3 separate regions of the Sus scrofa genome follow, and regions 2 and 3 are each linked to region 1. The links are chromatin contacts, called in public Hi-C and HiChIP or PLAC-seq maps. All regions are on one chromosome and are shown on one strand. The core of a region is the stretch at or near the end of the contact, and the rest is flanking DNA. Distances in the headings are between cores, read along the strand shown. Region 1 holds the start of ZNF341 (zinc finger protein 341). Region 2 holds the start of RALY (RNA-binding protein Raly). Region 3 holds the start of CBFA2T2 (protein CBFA2T2).

Region 1 (2,700 bases), core at 81-2,580:
TCTAATTCTATAATTTCTCTCTGTGCCTCACCTCCCTGAAGCTCAAGCTTTCCAGATGGGGGCAGGAATACACATTTCATGCTGAGAACTCTGATCCTCCAAGTAGAGACAAGACTGAGACCTGGCCAGTGCAGGACTCAAAGCCTCAGCCACATACCACCAGTCTAGCCTATTTTCGGTACCTGCACTACCTCTGTGTATACATATCTCATGCCTCCAAAAACATTCTTGAGTCTGTGGCCCCCCAGCATCAAGCTGGCCATGGCCCTGGATCCGAAGAGGCTTCCTCTCCAACTCCCAGAAGGCACACAAGGACACTCTCAGTGTCTTCCTGTCTCCAAAGCTCACAATTCCCAGAGCAACCACAATGTTGGCATCCATCCTTTCTTGCTCTGAGTTTATAAAACTCTGCACGCCGAAATGGTCCACAAAGTAGGTACCCAGAGTTTGCTGGTTTCTGTCGGTGAGCACCGAGGCCAACCTTGCACAAAGGTGGCGCTGATCCTTTCCTTCTGAATTGGACACTATGTCTGAGCCCAAACCACACAGTTGGCGCTCAATACAAGTTCTTCACGGCCAGGACACCTGGCCCGGCCCCTCCAACCCCGCACCGCTTCTGTACCACCGTCCCTCTGGGGGCAGCCATTCCCAGGCCTCCCTTCAGCAGCGCAGCCTCCCCCGGTTCCAGACCCGGCGGGGCTTCTTCCTCCCCGCAGCTGCTCCCTCCAGGAAGCCTTCTCTACCCCCACCCCGGCAACAGCCCGAGGCCCGGGAGGCTGCCGCTGTTCCGGCCCGAGACCGCCTTCCCCCCCGCGCTGCGCCAGCCTTCTCCGGCTGTTCCGGTCCCAGTGCTTCCCCCCCACCCCAGGGCCTTCTCTCCCCCGCTGTTACTGTCCCGTTGCCCCTCCCCGTCGGGCTTCAGCTCCCGCGGCTGTTCCGATCCTGAGGCGCCCCCCCCATCACCGCTGCGCCTCAACTCGGCTGCTGTTCCGGCCCCGCTGGCCCCTACCCCCGCCGGCCCTCGGCTCCCGCGGCTGTTCCCATTCGTGCCCCTCCCGCCCCGCTGCTCTTCCGGCCCTGGCGCCCTCCGCCCCGCGGCCGCCACGCGCCCTGGGCCCGGCGCTGCGAGGGCGCGGCGGGAGGGGGCGCAATTCGGAACAGCCGCCTCCCCCGGCCTCGCCGCGGCTCACCCTCCAGGGCCTCGAAGATCGTCTGCGCCATCTTGGAGCTGCCGCTGCCACCAGAGCCCGAAGCCCGGCTGCGCGAGCATTGTGGGAGCCGAGGCGGCGGCGGCGAGAACGGGGCCGCCAGGGGGCGCCCGGGAGCCGCCGCTGAAACTCGGGCACCCCAATTGGGAAAGCCAGTAATGGCCTCACAGGACCCCCACCATCCTGGGGCTACCCCAGTCCCGCCTAAATGACCCAGCCACCGGCGCCCATTGACCCCATCCCTGCCTCACTTGAACCCCCGACTCTGCACATCGACCCCATCCCTGCTGTACACAGGGACCTCCCAGTTTTCTGGACCTCCAGCCCCACAACACCGGACGTGACCCTCAACTCTGTGATACAGACCTCCGTCCTGCTGCGTGAGACCCTCCCCAACTCTGCGACACGGACCGAATATTTGCACCGCACACAGAACCCTCGCCTGTGCAAACCAACCCCATTCCCATCTTACGCATCTCACCAACGCCCCCATCTCCACTTTAATACAGGACTCCTGCTCCAGCTGTGTAACACGGATTCCCATCCCTTATCATAGGCTTCTCATTCCCTCCTCCCTCAGTGACCATCTCTAACTATTGGAAGCCACCAACTTCTCCTCACATGACCCCCATCTCTGCCTGGTCTTAATCCCCTGTCACTTCAAGAGATTTCCGTTACAGAAACCTCCATTTCCGCCTTTTGGGAACCTTCATTCCCTCTATACACGGACTTTCTCCCCTGCTTCTTGGAAACCCTATTTCTGTTACATAAACTCCCAATGCCCACCTCAGCACCACTCTGGCCAGCCTCAGAGAAAGCCCATCCAGGTCTCCCAAAAATCCTCCTGCCCCTCATTTGGATCCCCCATCATCTTTTTTTATGCTTCATCAGCTCCTCATTGAGGACCTACTAAGTCCTATAGTAACTCCAGGAGTACAGTGGTCCTTTTCCATGGAGTTAGGAGTGGGGGGAAGCAAATAGACATTACGTTTTGAAAATTAGGTCAGGACAAGTTGTGATGTAGTTTCAAAGTATGTACACTTGGGCCACAAAGAAGTGTTGAGGTGTGCATGGGGGTAGCTGTGCCAGCAATGACAATCTCTCCCATGGGCATGGCCATATCCTCCTACAACTGGACTACCATGGATTTGACTCTAAACATCTCATTCTTTTTTCTTAAATACATGTTTTAGCCTCATTCAAAGCAATAATCAAAAAACCACATCTTCAGTTTCTAAATAGATAACTCCTAAAATTAAAAAAAAAAAAGTTAAAACTCCACTGTCATTGTAGAACACTGCAAGCTCCTGTTCCTGATAAATTGCCTCGAAGATCCTCTGACTAAAGGCCCATTTCTACTGTGAACTCCACGTCCTGTTCTGAACACCACTCCCCACCCCAAACAGCACCCCTCCCCTTCCTAGTCCCCCTTGCGCAGCTAGCTATATGCAAATGCCCCCACAGAGAACCCACCCATCTCCCAGACTCTGTG
Region 2 (2,889 bases), core at 178-2,677, 220 kb before region 1:
CTCGCACTAAGAAATAAATAACAGGTACTAGCACCACGGCTTTACACTTCTGTGCCTACTAACTGTAAATTGGAACACATTATTTAACCTTTCTGCGCGTGGATTTCTGCTTGTGTAAATGGGGATAACCCCAGAAGGCCATTGTGAGCATTCAATGAAATAAGACTTAGGAAGTTCCCGAGTCAAGTCCATTAAATGTTACCTGTTGGTAGTAAACACTTCCCTCAAATATCTGTTCTCTCCCTGAATCCACAATCACCCTGCGAAGCGACTTTCTTTCTCCTTTTGCACTGAGAAGCGAACTGAGGCCAAAAGGCTGCGTGCGTGAGGTGCGGAACACGGCCCCGGTCTTGGGCCTGCTGTTGTTCCTCCACAAGCCCTGGGTGTGCAACGAGCCCAGGACCGAGGAGGCGCTCAGGCCCGTGGGGAGCGAGGCGGGACCAGTTTTGCGCGCCTCCGGGAGCCCGCAAACCTTGCCCGAGAGGGAGAACCGGAAGAAGCTCGCGGCCGGAGCCAGAGCCCGGCCCGCCCAAGGCCTCCCCAGCGCGGCCTCCGCTCCCCCCTCCTCCCCTCGCCGGGCGGGGCGGGGCGCGAGCACAAAAGACTCCAACTTCCAAGCGGGCGCCGGCCCACCCCGCCAACTCCTGGCCCAGGCCCGGCCCGCGGGGAGATGGCGGGGAGGGAACGCCAGGGCAGCCGGGAGCGGGCGCGGGCGGGCCGGCGACCCGGGGCGGCGAGCCCGGGTGGAGGGAAGGTGCGGGGGGAGGGGGCCGGGAGTTACTCGGGCTCCCGGGACTCCCCGAATGGCCGAGAAAAGAGTTTCTAAAAATAGGCGACGGCCCGCGCCAGGAGGTAGGTGACCAAAAAGGAATAAGGAGCACCCCCTCCCCGCACCTTTAAGAAGACGCCCGCGGCCCCCACTCACCCGCGCACGGAGGTCTGGAGGAAGCCGCGCGGCGCTGAAGGAGGCGGTACCGCCGCACTCGGGGGCGGGAAGGAAGGAGGGAGAAGGCGGCCCCGGCCGCGGCGTGAGGAGCTGAGCACAGGCACGCGAATCGCCGCTGCCGCTACCGCCCCCTCAGCTTCTCTCTGCTCAGCCCACCCCGCAGCCGCGCTGCTCGCGCGCCCCGCCGCACTGACAGCCGCGCGAGCCCCGCAGCCGCGAGTCCTTCCCTCGGCCAGCACCACTGAGGCGCGCGGGGGTAGGGGAGCACGGAGCGGGCTCCGCGCCGCCCGCCGCTCCGGCCGTGGCCCAGTCGCCCTCTTCCCCCGCCTCTGTCTCCAAAGGGCACGGCGACTCAAGCGCGAGGAGTCCGTAGCGTCGCCCTGACACAGCCCGGCCCCCCACGCGCAAGGGCTCGTCCCACCTCTCCAGTCTAGCTTTGGAAAGGTCCAGAGCTTCGGCGGGGAGAAAAGGAAGGCGGGGCCAGGGCGGGGCTTGATGGGGAGGAGGGACAGAGATGGGAGGTTGGGGAGGCGGAGCTAGGGCGGAGAGAGACTTGCTTAAACCAGTATGAAGCGGAAGGCGGGGCAGGGCGGAGAGGGTGATGATGCCAGAGAGCAGAGACGCGCGACACAGGTATGGAAGACAGTGGAGGCCTCGCAGAGTGGAGAACCCGGGCAGTGTGTGAGAGGAGGGGTGTGGGCGGGGCTAAATGGAGGTTTGCCCAAAGGAGACGTCAAGGGTGGAGGGAGGCCCGGCGAGTCTGGGGGAGGAGAGGCTCTTAGAGGAGGGGTCTGGAGGCGGGGTTGAAAGAAACCCAGTACCCGAGGAAAGATTGAAGCCGGGCAGAAGGAGGCGGGCCCGGAAGCCGAGCCGGGAGAAGGGGCCCAAAGGTGGCCACTCTGGGAAGGAGCCGGAAGGAGGCGGGACCGAAAGGGTGACCGGGGGTGTGTGTAGGGCTGGGACTGGAGGTGGGCGGGGCCTGAAGACGCGGCCCAAACAAGTTGGCGGTGGGCAGTGCTCGAGGGATGCGGAAGAGAAGTAGGAAGGAAGGCAAGGTCCTTTCACTTACAGGGAACCTGGTGTGTGCACTGGGCGAGGATCCACGCTGCCAGTTGGGTCTGGGAGAAGACACTGTCATGAGGACGTGTCTGGGGAGGACCTGAAAAAAGGTTAAATTCAAATAACTTTACCCTTTTGGAAATTTTTTGTAACTTGATGTGGGTCTGGATGTGTGTCCTCCCTCCTAAATATTTCTCCTGTGAGAACTCTCACCTAGATCCGTGTTCTAGCCTCCACTGTGAGGACAGTAAGACCTTCAGCCCTCAGCTATAGACTTGCATTGTCCGGCCTATTATTGTATTTTTCCCATCACATCCCCCAAAACCTGCCTAGGAGACGGGATTTCCCCAGCACTGGACACAGTTTGAAATTAATCCTGCCCAGACCAGCCATTATAGCTACACTTGTGTAGTTTGATAACCTCTGACTCTTCCCTTGAAAAGGAAGAGAAATCAAATTAGAGTTGATGACAACTAAGACCAAGACCAGGAATGTTCTCCCCCCACCTCTTCTAACTTCTGGTTCCTTCTTATGCCTTACATCTCTGATTAAAATCACCTCCTCAGGAGTTCCCGTCGTGGCGCAGTGGTTAACGAATCTGACTAGGAACCATGAGGTTGCGGGTTCGGTCCCTGCCCTTGCTCAGTGGGTTAACGATCCGGCGTTGCCGTGAGCTGTGGTGTAGGTCGCAGAAGCGGCTCGGATCCCCCGTTGCTGTGGCTCTGGCGTAAGCCGGTGGCTACAGCTCCGATTCAACCCCTAGCCTGGGAACCTCCATATGCCGCGGGAGCCCCCTAGCCTGGGAACCTCCATATGCCGCGGGAGCGGCCCAAGAAATAGCAACAACAACAACAACAAAAAAGACAAAAAGACAAAAAAAAAAA
Region 3 (2,700 bases), core at 198-2,697, 230 kb after region 1:
CTTTTATGTGTGGAAGAACATGGGCTCTGAGGCTGGATCCACAGGGTTCCTTCTGTTCCTCAGTGTCATCCTCTACAAAATGGGCTTACACAAATACTTAACTCTTATTTATACCATAATCAGGATTAAAGAAAAAAAACATGCAAAATGGATTTGTTTCCCCATTTAACATGTCTCTTCCCCCTCCTCCCAAATAAACTCGAAGCTTGAGTTTGGTCTATCTAGTTGTTCCTATATTCCCAGAGCCAAAATGGTACTTTTTACTTAATAGATGATTTAATAAATATTAAATGAATAGAATGCAAAAAGCCTACTGCTCAAAAAAAAATGTTGGCTATTATTGCTACTGTAACAAGAAACAATTAAAATTTTATCGTTGTTATTAAGAGACCCACCCCGCCCCCAAAGATCTTATGATTCTAGGAGGAACAGTAGATAAATGCTAAAAAGGAAAAATGGAGGTAAGAAAAGCAATTGGATCATAAAGCAGGACTAACCAAAGACAAAATTAAAATCTCACACAAACAAAAAACCAGAGACCAATCTAAAGCTTTTCCAAGTGAGGTTCACCCTGGACGAGGTTTATTAGCGATTATAGTAATGACAATTTCCACACTTGTGTATGTGCTAAAGTCCATGCCAAGCCTCCCACTTGGACACACAAAACCCACAACTGGGGTAGGGAGGGGCTGAAGATGCTCTTTACATCTTCATTTTGCAGAAGGGGAAATCGAGGCTCGAAGAGACCCAAGGTCACAGCCTGTGAGTGGGGGAACCGGGATGGAAACCCAGGCAGACCAACCCCTGAGTCGGCACTCAACAGGCCCCTCGGAGGCAACATCCTCGCTTCCTATACCATCCGCCACACACCCCTCGAAATTGGGCGTGTGTACTACTTCTCCAGGGTCGGACTTTGTGGCCCCGGAGCCGGGAGAACAAAACAATCCTTGTCCGCGGGCAAGTTCGATGGACGCCAGCCCGGCCGCGGCTGCGAGGCCGCGGTCCCCACAGATTCGCTCAGTCCATGAGCTCCGAGCCCTCGAGCAGTGCAGGAGACGCTCGGGCGGCCACGGGAGCCCAGGAAGGCCCGGCCTGCCTCATGACCTTGGATCTGCCGCCCTTCTTGGGGCCTCAGTTTACCACCCCGGCCTCGCGCTGGGGGCCTCCCGGGAGCTCGCGCTTGTGGAGCCGCAGGCCCCTCACACGCCCCCCTCAGCCGCCCGCCTTCCCGCCCCGCTTACGCTGGAAGGCGGCCGCTCCGGGGACGCCCACCATCGCCGAGCGCCAACGCCAAGCGCCTCCGCCTCCACCGGCGGCCCGGGTCCCTCGCAGGAGCCTCCGCGGGACCTGAAGCCGCCAAGCTCTCCAACCCCAGAGCCGCCGCTGCTGCCGCCGCCAACGCCACCGTTAGGCCGCGCGCCGCCCCGCCCCCCAGATGGCCCCGCCCCGTTCGCCTGGCACGCCCCGCCGCGCGCTCTCGCCTGCCAGGCCAACGCACGCGGAAGCCCGGCCCCAAGACGAGTTCCCACTAAACTCCAACCCCCTGACCTGCCCCGCCCCTTCCGCGCGAACCTACCACCCTATCCCGGAGCATCCTGCTTCTCAGTCCCGCCCCGCCTGCGTCACGCGCGCCCATCACGTGCACGGCCCAATCTTCAGACACTGGGATTCCTGCTGTGGTGAGGAAAGTGACTGGAGCCCAGAGGCGGAGCCCTAGGGGGAGGAGCTTAGGGGGGAGGGACACCGCCTCACCTGAGTTGTAGAGATTAAGGTCTAGTCGTTTTTTATGCCTGTCGTTTGGCGAGTCACTTCCCCTTTTTGGCCTGCAGTGTTTCAAATGTCTGAAATGCCATTTCCAGGAGTTCCCATTATGGCTCAGTGGTAACAAACTCTGATTAGTATTCATGAAGATGCCGGTTGGATCCCCGGCCTCCCTCAATGGGTTAAGTATCGGGCAAGTGTTGTCGTGAGCTGTGGTGTAAATTGCAGACGCAGCTCAGAGGATCATGCATTGCTATGATTGTGCTGTAGGCCCCCAGCTGAAGCTCCTATTCAACCCCTAGCCGGAACTTCCATATGCCACAGGCGAAGCCCCAAGAAGCAAAAAATAAAAATAAAAATATAAAAATAAAATGTCATTTCCATAAAATTAATAATTGTTGGCTATCATTATGTAGAGCTATTTTTATACACGCCATACAGTTAATCCTCACAATGAGAGAGAAAAATATCATCATTCTCACTTTTCTACAAATGCAAAAAGGGATTTTTCCACCAAATACCTTATCCACTGGTTATTGTTAGCAAAAAGCAGAGGTGGGATTGGAAGCGAGGAACTCTGACTTAAGACCCAGTTCTTTGAGCTACTCTGAACTATTCTGCCTCCCAAAGTCTCAAAAACAGGGATTAAAATTAAAGCAAGAGATTAATAATTCCAAACTCCTCTATGTACAAAGATACTGTAAACAAAGTTCTCTTGATTTGCTTGTCTTTTATAAGCAAAGGACTGAGATAAAATATTGGCAACATATTCAACAAAGAATATTCAAAATAAAGAACTCCTTAAAACTAATAAGAAAAATAATTTGATAGAAAAATGGACAAAGAGGAGTTCCTTGGTGGCTAAGTGTCTTAAAGATCTGGTATTGTCACTGCTGTGGGTCAGGTCACTGCTATAGCATGATATTCCTGGCCACAGAA

What was found. A called contact is a pair of places that touch in the nucleus more often than the background predicts. HiChIP or PLAC-seq counts read pairs in DNA pulled down with a chosen protein or histone mark.
Region 2: a contact with region 1 is called in an H3K27ac HiChIP or PLAC-seq map of alveolar macrophages. The contact joins the promoter of RALY here to the promoter of ZNF341 in region 1. A contact is called at or near these places in 2 of 5 promoter capture datasets (fetal liver and liver) and 1 of 2 datasets of contacts at active chromatin or transcription factors (alveolar macrophages).
Region 3: a Hi-C map of heart right ventricle shows a contact between it and region 1, with 1.9 times the contacts expected there. The contact joins the promoter of CBFA2T2 here to the promoter of ZNF341 in region 1. A contact is called at or near these places in 1 of 47 Hi-C or Micro-C datasets (heart right ventricle) and 1 of 2 datasets of contacts at active chromatin or transcription factors (alveolar macrophages).

Annotation. Positions count from the first base shown.
Region 1 is chr17:37,222,589-37,225,288 of Sscrofa11.1, reverse strand. It overlaps ZNF341 (zinc finger protein 341), which reads right to left and starts at 1,330. Exons shown (of 16, transcript XR_002339879.1): 1 at 1,191-1,330.
Region 2 is chr17:37,446,365-37,449,253 of Sscrofa11.1, reverse strand. RALY (RNA-binding protein Raly) reads right to left here and starts at 1,427. Exons shown (of 10, transcript XM_001929104.6): 1 at 926-1,427.
Region 3 is chr17:36,988,822-36,991,521 of Sscrofa11.1, reverse strand. It overlaps CBFA2T2 (protein CBFA2T2), which reads right to left and starts at 1,447. Exons shown (of 11, transcript XM_021078106.1): 1 at 1,242-1,447. The coding sequence starts at 1,275.